Regions from separate parts of the Sus scrofa genome. Here region 1 is linked to region 2. A link is a contact called in public HiChIP or PLAC-seq data. All regions are on one chromosome and are shown on one strand. The core of a region is the stretch at or near the end of the contact, and the rest is flanking DNA. Distances in the headings are between cores, read along the strand shown. Region 1 holds the start of BCL2L14 (BCL2 like 14). Region 2 holds the start of LRP6 (low-density lipoprotein receptor-related protein 6).

Region 1 (5,854 bases), core at 98-2,597, 210 kb after region 2:
TGGGGTTGTTCTAGCTCTGGATTCCTTTGTCGAGGTTAGATTTTGCTTCCCTTCCTGTGGCAGGTCACGGAGGAAAGAGACCCTACAACGGCACAGAGGCTGTGGCCCCAGGGCCCCAGGAAGCTGGATGGAATTCAAATTTGCTCACTCTGCTGAGACCTGAATGTAAGACAGGAGTGAGGGAGTTCCCACTGTGGCACAGCGGAAACAAATCCGACTGGACCCATGAGGTTGTGGGTTCAATCCCTGGCCTTGCTCAGTGGGTTAAGGATCCAGTGGTGTTGTGAGCTGTGGTGTAAGTTGCTGACACGGCTCAGATCTGGCATGGCTGTGGCTGTGGTGCAGGCTGGCAGCTGTAGCTCTGATTAGACCCCTAGCCTGGGAACCTCCATATGCCGCAGGTGTGGCCCTAAAAAGACTCCTCCCCACCAAAAAAAAAAAAAAAAAAAAAAAAGGAGTGAGGACGCTCATTCCTGAGGACCAAATTAGGAGCTCAGTGTTTTCTGGTTGCTTTTCACCTGCCCTTCTGCCCCCTCTGCCCCCCTTATGCCCTTCAGAGGCAATCTGCCCTCCCCCCTCGCTTTCCTGAACATCTAGTGTCTTCGTCCCGCCTCCTGTTTGTCATTTCTGTCCTTTAAATCCTCAGGGAGAAATGAGGAATGAGGTAAAATCATTACAATAGAAGCTAAACTGAGAGACAGAGACTCAGGCTCTGATGATTATGAACAAAGGGGGTGGGGACCTCGGGAGGGAGCAGAATTTCCCATTTCACCTGAGCCTTGTACCCAAGGAAGTCTCTAGGGGGGTCTGCCAGGACTAGACCTTGTGTCCAAGTTCCCACATGTGCTCAGGACTCTGGCTCAAACCCAGGCACGCCTGTCTGCAGCCCATTTCTGCTCTGGGGGAGGAAGCTTGCATTTCCACAGGCTTCTGTCAGGTCATCACGCACCTTGTCACGCACTCAGTGAGAGAGGCCTGCACAAAATTCAAAATCATTTGGCCAGTTACATATTCTGAACTGACCTATCCCAAGCCTTCTGAGCAAAGGAGAAATGAAAGAGAAACCTAAATATCTTTCTTTCCCTTTCTTTGAAACGCCAAACTAGTTGCTTAACGTTTAGTTTTAGATTCTTAATTTTGCTTTCTGAGTTTGACATGCTAAGATCTTGGAAATAAACTCGGGAAACGTGAGGTCTGCTCATCTCTAGTGAGTTAGCAAAACCAGGATGGACCTGCCCACCCCAGGTCCTGCTGGAAAGGCTGAGAATGAAGACTGGTGCCTCCTGGTGTTACCTGGTCTCCAGGCTGTTAGCGGTGTCTCCTGCTTCAGGTCAGGTGGCAGTAAGGATATTTCTATACCTGAGTCTCTCTCCACGAAACTTAAGAGGAAACTCTGGCCAAGTCTTCCTGGCTTCTCATTGCGGGAGGCTTCTTGTGATCTGAGACCCCAGCGGGTGTAGCCTCTTCAGGTTGGGACTAGAGCTGGAGGGAGGCTCAGGAAAGAGAGCCACTTCCTCGTTAAGCCCTGCCCTCAGCTTTTTAACTGAAGGAGGGGCTGACCTTTGCCCAAGTAATTTGACTCGAAAAGGAGTTCTACACGGTTTCCCAAGGACTCTCACTGCCCTTTGGGACAAAGACAATTATTTGGGTGTTTTCCTGAGAGTGCTTTCCATTTCATCAGTTTAGCAAATGTTTACTGATCACCTGTGGGACATCTTGAATCTTAACATCAGGAGGCAGGTGTTACGATTCCCATTTTGCCTATAAGGAAACTGAGGCTCAGAGGTAAGGTATCTTGTTAGTGGTCCCCGTCAGGTGAGCTGAGATCCAAATCTTGGTCTTTCTGGCTTTCCACTATATCCTGTTACCTCTCCTGTGAGATTCAAAGGTTGTATTCCAATGGAACCCCTGGAAAAGCTTTCAAAACAGAATCTAACCCCAGCCATAGTAAAACCCACAAAAACTCATGTAAAGACTATAGGTTACATGGGCGTTCCTGTTGCTGTGCAGCAAAAACAAATCCGACTAGAACCCATGAGGATGCAGGTTCGATCCCTGGCCTCACGCAGTGGGTTAAGGATCTGGTGTGGATGTGAGCTGTGGTGTAGGTCTCGGGTGAGGCTCGGATCCTGCATTGCTGTGGCTGTGGTGTAGGCCAGCAGCTGCAACTCTGATTTGACTCCTGGCCTGGGAACTTCTATATGCCATGGGTATGGTATGGCCCCAAAATGCAAAAACAAAAAACCACTATAGCTTATGATTTTAGGGATAGAATTCCCTATGTATAAGAAAGAAGAAACAGATAGGATTTTATGCTTTATCCAGATTCTTAACTGAAGTATATATTTATGATCATGAAATATGAGTGCTGGCTACTCAAACTGGGAAGATGAAGGAAGTGAGAAATGAAAGGGGAATTAAGGGTGATTTCATAAAAGCGGGGAAAGGACTGGCCATTTAAATATTAGGTAAACATCCCTGAGAGACAAATGACAGCAGTTATGGGAAAGTTAGTTTTTTGGTGACTCAAAGTGAAATTTCACCAGCAAATTCATATTTATTGCACATAATGAATACAAGTCTAGTTACCTGGAGGGCTATTCAAGAAATATTAAGAATGTCTTGTCTTTTTAAAAAAAAAAAAAACTCAGTCTTTTTTTTGGGAAGAAGAGATAGATTCATTTGAAACAATTCAAGAATCAACAAATGGATATAACAAGTAACTAAATTGCCTAGTAAGGACCACAGTTGTGATTGGACTTCAGAGTTACATGACTTAAGGAAACTGGGGGCAGAAACCATTTAGAATCTCACAAGGTCTTGGCAGGTATGAACACAGGTATGAACACAAGGAAGGGGCAGTCAGCACGAGGAGGTGGGTTCATTGACGACAATGTCCATTAGTCACCCAGCTTCACACCTTCCACACCCAACAAACTGGCACATACTCAAGACAGGCCTCCAGACGTGTTATATATTAAAAAAAAAAAAACAAAAACCGAGCCTACTTTTCTCCTGATTCTAAAAATACACATTGTGCTCTAGAAAAGGTAGAAAACATAAAAGAGCACTCATAGAATAGAGACCACCAAGATCCAGTCACTCAGGGATGAGGGTTGTTAAAAATGGGGTGCATTTCCTTCCTTCTGTGACAGTGACAGTAAGCTACCCTTCAGGTATCTGCCCGGCCCACTGACCTTTCCCTTCATCCTGCCCCCAAGAGTGTACCTACCAGGAGGCACCCCTGCGGTCAGGTGGATAAAGGGACCTCTGCCCCTTATGAAAAAGGAAACCATAAGCCCCAACTGGAGTCACGTGTGTTGGCTCCGTGGCAGTAGGCCAAGACTTAATACCTATCCTAATTACAAAGTCACCCTTAGCCAGGAATGTGATTCCAGCTAAACTGGAATTTCCTGGTCAGGACTGAGAAATCTGCTAATAGACCCTGCTCACATCCTCCTTCAGGAGGATGGCCTTGCCTGAAACATTATATCTTTGCAAATACTTTCCTTGTTTCTGCTCTGTCTTTAAAAAGCTTCCTTTTCTGCAGCTCAGCAGAGCTCCTCTTTACCTCTTAGATGAGATGTTGCCTGACTCATGAATTGTTCATTAAAAAATTTTGTGTGTGTGTGTGTGTCTTTTGTCCGTGTTTTAGGGCTGCACCCGTGGCATATGGAGGTTCCCAGGCTAGGGGTCTAATCGGAGCTGTAGCCACCTGATTACGCCAGAGCCACAGCAACGCCAGATCCGTGCTGCGTCTGTGACCTACACTACAGCTCTCAACAACTCCGGATCCTTAACCCACTGAGCAAGGCCAGGGATCAAACCTTCAACCTCATGGTTCCTAGTCGGATTTGTTTCTGCTGCGCCACGACGGGAACTCCAATTTTTTTTTTTTTAAATGGCTGCCCCTGATGTACATGGAAGTTCCCAGGCAAGCGGTTGAATTGGAGCTGCCGCTGAGGCCTAGGCCACAGCCAAAGCCATGCCAGATCAGACCTATGTTGAAGCTTGGGCCAACACCGAATCCTTAATCCACAGAGCGAGGCAGGGATTGAACCTGCATCCTCACAGAGACAATATTGGGTCCTTAACCTGCTGAGCCACCATGGGAACTCCCAATTAGAGCTTTTAAATGTACTCAGCTGGGTTTTGTTATTTAATAGATTCGATGGCAGCAGTGGGATTGAAGGAGATTTCTGATGGCTTCTCGGACAGTGAAAGACACAGGCCTGGTACCAGTGAACCCACTTTTGGGTTCACTGTCTCACCCTTTCCAAGGACTGAGGGTAAGTTCCCTCTTGGTTCTGAACTCTCTTGGCATCGAGCTCCCCCTCTGTTTGGCTTATAGGGCAGGTCAGCTCAGGCTGGGAGATGGTTCTGCCCAGAGCCAACGAAGCTAAGCCCCTGGCCTTTCACACAATTCCCAGGTTGTAAGTGGAAACGCCCAAGCCCTTGATTCTGTCCTTGTTGTGTCCCCACTGTTGGTTCGGTCCTGTCCGCAGCTCAAGGTTCATGTGAGAATCGATGGTGGTGCAGAGCCTTCTCTGGCTCAGGTCGCAGGAACATCTCTTGGTCTCTGCTGGTGAGGTACAGTGAATGTTTGTCTGGTTTTATGTACATAAAGGCTGTTGCTAGTGGGGATCGCAGAGGCCAAAAAGCGGCAAAAATTGGTCCGTGCATGTTAAGGATAGAGAGGCTGTTAGAGTGATTACCAACTCAATTGAAGACCCCAGTGTTGAGATAAACGGGTCATGGAACAGATTAAAGTGACCCTCGGTCTCCCGCCAACCTCAGGAAAACATCCCTGCAGGGAGGTGCACTGCAGAGCAAGCTCCCCAGCCCAGCAGCACAGCCCTTTTAAGGTTTAGCTTATGAGAGGGAGAGAGAGAGAGAGAGAGAGAGAGAGAGATGGAGGGAGGGAAAGGGGGGGGGAGGGAAAGGGAGGGAGGGAGGGGGAGAGAGAGAGAGAGATGGAGGGAGGGAGGGAGGGAGGGAGAGAGAGAGGCTTAGCTTAGGAGAGCTTTAAGTGCTGAAGCGTCAAGCACGCCACCTTCTGGCACGCCAGCTGATTGTATGTCTAAAAACTGGTCCCCAAAGGTATCAATTCCAAAGCGGCAAAAAATCTTATCAAGAACCACCTAGGACTGTAGGGGAATGTTCCGATTAGACATGACTGTTCATTTAAGAAGTGCATTTGAAATGAAGGGTTTCTGAATGAAATAAACAGATGGGATACCTATTTTAACTGATATGCAGAGCTCCCCAAAGGCTTCAAGATTCCAAAATAGCTTCATTAAACAGCTTGTTATGGGAGTCCTGCTGTGGCACAGTGGGTTAAGAGCCCAGCTGCAGCAGCTCAGATTGCTGCAGAGGTGTGGGTTGATCCCTGGCCTGGTGCAGTGGGTTAAAGATCCTGTGTTGCTGTAGCTGTGGCCTAGGTTGCAGCTGTGACTTGGATTCAGTCCCTGGCCCGGGAACTTACTTAAGCCGTGGGTGTGGCCATAGAAAACAAACAAACAACCACCAAAAAAAACCCCCAAAAAACCCCAACCAAGCAAAAAACCCCACAGAGTTCCTGTTGTGACTCAGTGGTTAACGAACCTGGCTAGTATCCATGAGGTTGCAGGTTCGATCCCTGGCCTTGCTCAGTGGGTGAAGGATCTGGTGTTGCCATGAGCTGTGGTGTAATTCGCAGATGTGGCTCGGAGGCTTGGAGGTTCGGATCCTGAGTGGCTGTGTCTGTGGTGTAGGCTGGCAGCTACAGTTCTGATTCAACCCCTAGTTTGGGAACCTCCAAATGCTTCGGGTGGGGCCATGAAAAGACAACAAAACCCGCAAAAAAACCCTTATT
Region 2 (6,115 bases), core at 542-3,041:
TTTTTCTTTAAAATTCTTTAAAATTCTTTAAAATTTAATTCCTACTATAAGCCTGATCGAGGTATTATTCCCATTTTTACAAATGAGAAAAACGAGGTGCAGTATACCTAAATTTCATGCCCAAAGTTACACATCTAGTAACTGGTAGGATTTGAATCCTAACCATCTCTTTCCAAAGCTCATGCCTTCCCAACTACATCATGGTGTCGCCACAGACTCATAGCTTCGAGGTGACATTCTCTAGGCAATTGCTGAAAACCTGGTTCTCGATTATCTGTTTTGAGGAGGACAGAATACAAAACTTGCCAAGTCCTGACATGGTTCTTGGAGGAAGGTAATTTAAATTAGTGGCGGCTAGACGTTCTCAGGTGAATTTAGGAGAAAATGATTTGGCTCTTTTTTGCCCTTCTATCTGCTCACAGACACCCCTGGCTTTGGATCAGTGCGCATTTCTCCGACAGAGCAGGGTCTGCAGTCGGAAGACCTGGCTTGGGTTTGGACGGGCTAGTCGCCACCTGACTGGCCTTGGGAAAGTCATTGAACCCCTCAGATTCTCATTTTCCTCCTCTGTGCAATAAGGATACTAAGTAACACAACCTGCCTTACCCCAGGGTAGTTGAGTGTCAAATCATGTGTGCGCAGCACTTGGTGAACCGCGTCACTGAGACGCTAGTACCAACGTAGGGGCATCCCCGCCTCTGCACCATCTGCCCCCAGGTGAGGGCGTGTGACGGCTGGGCAGGATGCACCTGATAGTTCCTTTATGGTTAACTCCTGATGGTGTGCCCTCCTGGACTGAAGCTGCCACGTGACTCCAGGGACGTCTGAGCACCTATCCCTGAACGCCCAGTGCCCGGAGAGCAGCCAGCAGAGGCTGAGCAAAATCACTCTGAGATGCTGAGGAATCTTTTCCTTCTCCAGCTGAGAACTGATCATCAAAACATGCCAAACAACCATCATTAAACGCAATTTGTAAAATCCAGAATTCAGTCCTGACCCATTGTCCCTTTACTCTCTCTTAGGTATCTTGGAATTTTATCTGCCAGTTTAGAAATCTTTAGTCCTTGTCGGACTTAATTGTGGGGGCAGTCTGCAGTTCTGGGAAGCCAGGAGGAAAAAATAAATCTCCGTTTTGTGTTGGCGTTTGAGCACCCTTCACCATATCCACGTTGAAAGCTGGTGGATACAGCATTAGTTTTTATTTTCTTTAAAAAGAGATATGCTTAAAAAAAAAAGAGATGCGTAAACCAATTCCCAATCCTGGAGACTGAGCTCATCACCCCGTATCGATATCCCAGAGCGTGGACTTGCAGCTCCGCGGCTCCAGCCAATCTGCCCCCGCCGCCCTCAACGCCCTCGCCGCCCTGGCCCAGGTGGCGGCCGGCGTGGCCCGAGAACCCCACCTGGCTCAGCCCGCGGCTGCCGCACAAAGAGCAGAGCAGGCGGCGGCCCGGCCGAGCCGCAGAAAGTAGTCCCGACCACGCCGGCACCGATGTTGTTCGACGTCGCTTCACGCCCTCCGCGGGGAGGGCCGAAGGGGCCGGCCCGGGAAAGAATCCCATCGGAATGCGCCGCCGGGCGGCCTTTCCCCTCCTGCCCGCTTTTGCTCGCCCCTCGCATTTCCCGGGGTCTGCCAGCCGAGGCCGTGCGCGCGGCCCTCTCTCCTTTTCTAAACCGCCCGGGAGGCGGTGCCGAGGGAGGGGGCTCGCCCGCGCGCAGGGAGACCTCGGCGGCGACCCGTGGCGGCGGCGGGAGCCGGTATCCCTGCGCCGCGGCGTGAGAGGAAGAGGCTGAATGAGGAACTGCGCGGGGGAAGCGGGGCGCCGGGGGAGGAGGCGGCGGGATGGAAGCAGACGCTGGCGTCGCGCGAGCCCCGGGCGGAGCGGCGCGGTAGAGAGGGCGGCGGCGGCGCGCGCGGAGCCTTGACGTGCCCCTTTCTTTCTTCTCTCTCTCCGGAAAGCTGGGAAGCATGAGCGTGCAGACCTGCCGCTGCCGCGGCCGCCCCGGCTCCTCGCCTCCCCCTCTTCGGGCCGCCCCTCGCCGGTGAGAGAAGCGAATGCGAGAAGGGAAGATGGGGGCCGTCCTGAGGAGCCTCCTGGCCTGCAGTTTCTGCGTGCTCCTGAGAGGTGGGAAGCACGGGGACGGGGAAAGTTGGTGGGGTTTTGGGGGGAGGGGGCCTCATTCTGTGTGTCTGGGGGAGGGGAGGGAGGGAGGCGAAGAAGGGGAAGAGGAGCGGGGAGAGGCCTGGTCTTGGGGAAGGAGGGAGAGAGGGGCCCGGGAGAAGGGGCTGCGCGCTCCGCCCGGCCACGATGCAGCCCCCGCCTCGCCTGCCCGACCTGGTCGGAACGGATGATTCTAAGTTTACCATTAGCAGCCTGTGCGGGTAACCCCCTGGACCCCCCATTCTTTCCGTGCGACTGAGGGTCGGTGTGTCTGTTTCTGCGTGGAGTCACTGGGGACTAGGGGCTTTGTATGGATTTTGGCCCTTGGAATGTTTGAGCCTGAGATGCTTCAACGTCGGGCTTCTCCTGCCCCCACCTTTTCCGTGTCTGTCTTGTGAACTTTTAGAGCCCTCTTACTATTTTTCCAGGCCTTGTTACAACTAATAATTGGCTTCCTTTGGGGATATAATGATCGTGGGTGAGAGCACAGTTGGAAAGCGACTCCGAGGTTATAGGTCGAGCGTTTCAGCCTTGGGAGTCGTCTGGGCTTCAGCCCGTGATAAAATAGAAACGTTGCCCTTGTAACCCCTGGTATTCAGAACTTGCCCCTATTTTCGGAGCTTGCAAGTGTACAGTTGGCACCAAGCAGGAAAGTCATCCTTGGTGGAGAGGAGCCTGTCCCGGGACCTAAGCTACCATCTGCTGCGCTCCCCGGGAGAATTTGCTCGAGAATCGAGTAAATTCTGTGGTTCCTTGGCTTGTTTGTTTGTTTTTAATTGGCCCGCAAAGCTGTCACATAGGCTGTGACTTTTATTTTGTGATTTTAGTTCGCTGAGGTTTTTGACTGGCCCGCAAGATTTCAGCAGCTATTCTCAAACTTAGCCAGTGTTGAGGCAGTGATGACTCTGATGCTGTGGGGCATTTACCAGCCGAGCAATTTAAGTGCCAATTGATGCAATGATTTGTATGTAGCTTTGGTTTCGTTAAGATTTTCGCTTGTGTTCACTGTCAGTTCTTTTCAGATATGGGACCTCTTGAGTGTAAGGAGATTTTTAGCTATTAATTTAACAGGCTAAACGTTTGTTAAGTGTTCAAACTTAACGGAAGTTTCCAGAGCACGATAGTAACTAACCGTGTTGTGCTATAAATGAGCCAGATAAGCTATTTGTGTGCATATTTATTTATTTTGGATAAGCGTGATTGACAATTTTGAGAGGAGAAATTTTTTTCCTTTATTCGTGTCTCAGGATTATAATGTCTGCATGTTGTATCTACTTATACTTAATAATTGGGACTCAACTGTAAGCACATTCCAAACTATTTCCACGTTTAAACTCCAGAAAGATAGTGCTTATTTCATTTTCTTGGCTGAGAATTTAATGCAGTTTTAAGTACTTAAGAGGTTTAATAAGTATATGTTTATTACAGTTTACTCCTTGTTGAAAGGGGATTATATTTGACATAAGAATATGTGTATATTTAAAGGTTAATAAATAGAATCAGCTGATGGGTTAAAGTCTTGGGGAAATTGAAAATCATTACCTGGCATGCTTCTGGTTGCTCAGTTGTATTTCTTGGAATAGAAGGATTTGATGTAAATGTTTAACACCAAGTTTGAGCCCAGAGTTGGTTTTGGTCATTATTGGAGTTAAGAGAAATAATGAGTTATATTTTGAAATGTGATACTATATATGAAGACCTAAAAGAGTTAATAGTTTAAATTGTCTCATTTCCACTAGGAAACAAAGTTTTGAAAAGTGAAGCTCTCATTTTAAATGTAGCATATTAATGGTATAAGGTGGTCTTTGAATTTAACCTACTTAACTATGTATTTCAACTAAAACTGTTTTTCACTGTGGAAGATTTTTATTCATAACTTATATTCTTTTCATTCCTTGCTAATGTCGTCTTCTGTTAAAACAGTGATATTAGTTAACCTTGGACTCCAGGGAGAAATGTAATTAACTAGTTTAATTAAGCTCATTTGTCTTCACAGAAGAGTTGGAGCTCTAACATTGGGAAGGTGGGATGATGAGAGAGTTGGGGAGAACTTTTTTCTGTAGCTCTGTTACACCAATAGCTGAGAGCTAGGGCATAATACTATCATCATCTGGGCTGCATCCCTTTCCCTACCATCAGAGGAAAAGGTGTGAAGGATAGATTTGGGAATTTCAATCCGAAAATGTTGGATTTAAAGCCTGTGTTGGTGTTCCTCTCGTGGCGCAGTGGTTAACGATTCCGACTAGGAATCATGAGGTTGCGGGTTCTATTCCTGGCCTTGCTCAGTGGGTTAAGGATCCCGTGTTGCTGTAAGCTGTGGTGTAGGTTGCAGACGCGGCTTGGATCCTGTGCTGCTGTGGTTGTGGTGTAGGCTGGCGGCTACAGCTCCGATTAGACCCCTAGCCTGGGAACCTCCATATGCGGTGGGAAGCGGCCCTGGGGGGGGGAAGCCTGTGCTTCCCTGCGTAATAACTTTGTGTTTGAAGTCAGTTTCTATGGGCTCCAGTTTCTTTACATGTAAATTGTGGGCGATAATAGCGAGCTGTTTTTTGGGGGGCGGGGTATATTAAGTGAGGAACTGAATATAAGTGATTTGCAGATATTATTTTTTTGTTACAATTTTTGACCCTGGACATACCCTCACATGCTGGGGATATGAGATTTATTTTATATGAGTTTCACCAGTTCTTAGAGATCTTGATCATTCTGGTCTAACCACTTCATTTGCAAGTGGGGAAACTCAGATACAGAGAGATTATACCGTGATCAAGATCCTACAGCTAATTAATGTTAAGAGCAGGGATTTGTTATTCTTTTCACAATTAGGTATGAAATACCTACTATATATCAGGCTTTGATGGTGTATAGTGATGAGCAAAATAGACCTGGGTCCTGCTCTAATAGACCTCACAATATAGGTTGCTATCCTTACCTTTCTTTTACTTCCAAATACTGATTAGAAAAGATTATAGCTCTGATTTCCTAGAAGAAATATTTTCTATAAGAATTTAAGTTTTGGGGACTTCTGTTAGTGGTAATGAACCTGGCAAGTATCCATGAGGACACCAATTTGATCCCCGGCCTCACTTTGTGCATTAAGGATCCACCTTTTACCATGAGCTGCGGTGTAGGTTGAAGATGCTGTGGTGTAGCCAGCAGCTGCAATTCTGATTTGACCTCTAGCCTGGAAACTGCCATATGCTGCACCTGTGGCCATAAAAGGACCAAAAAAAAAAAAAAAAATTTAAGTTTGAGGATACTATAAGTGTCTGTAATCTATAAATATTGCATGTCAGCTTTTTTTTCTTTTTCTTTTTCTTTCTCTTTCGCCACATTCATGCATGCAGAAGTGCCCCTGCCAGGGATTGAAACCAAGCTTCTCTGGTGGCAGTGCTAGATCCTTGTCCCACTAAGCCACCAGGGAACTCCTATCCCAGTTTATTTTGAGAAGGCTTTGTTGTTTTATAAGAATTTTTTGCTACGTTTTGTTGTTGTTGTTATTTGGTTTGGTAGGGTGGTGGTAAGTACTGTCAGAATAAACAAGCCACTAGTGTTCCTCATCTTAAATTGTTATAGGAATGGTCCTTGGAAGATTGTTTAATATCAGGTGTAATGAAGTCTTGGGGAGATAGAATGAGTTTTGACATGGGAGTCAGGAGAATTTGATTCTAAGTTTACCATTAGCTGGCTGTGTGACCTTGGAAAAGTCGCTTAATCTCTGTAAACCTTCTTTAGTAGGATAGTGAATCCTTTTGGAGGTTCATGCTTCATATTAACACATGAAAGGCTTTGAGAAGTCCTGAGGTAGAGACTCTTTTTACCTCTTATCCATTGTTTCCCAAACTTGACAATGAGTTTTTTCATAAATCCTTTTAACATTCTGCTGAATCTTTGTTCCAGACAAAACACTTAGAACCTGGGCTAGATAACCCTTTAAGCATTAGGTCGAGTCA

Evidence for each region. HiChIP or PLAC-seq counts read pairs in DNA pulled down with a chosen protein or histone mark.
Region 1: an H3K27ac HiChIP or PLAC-seq map of alveolar macrophages shows a contact between it and region 2. The contact joins the promoter of BCL2L14 here to the promoter of LRP6 in region 2. A contact is called at or near these places in 3 of 5 promoter capture datasets (fetal liver, liver and skeletal muscle), 1 of 47 Hi-C or Micro-C datasets (fetal skeletal muscle) and 2 of 2 datasets of contacts at active chromatin or transcription factors (alveolar macrophages and skeletal muscle).

Annotation. Positions count from the first base shown.
Region 1 is chr5:60,356,384-60,362,237 of Sscrofa11.1, forward strand. BCL2L14 (BCL2 like 14) reads right to left here and starts at 1,348. Exons shown (of 6, transcript NM_001315668.1): 1 at 1,294-1,348.
Region 2 is chr5:60,147,250-60,153,364 of Sscrofa11.1, forward strand. It overlaps LRP6 (low-density lipoprotein receptor-related protein 6), which reads left to right and starts at 1,792. Exons shown (of 24, transcript XM_021092344.1): 1 at 1,792-2,126. The coding sequence starts at 2,057.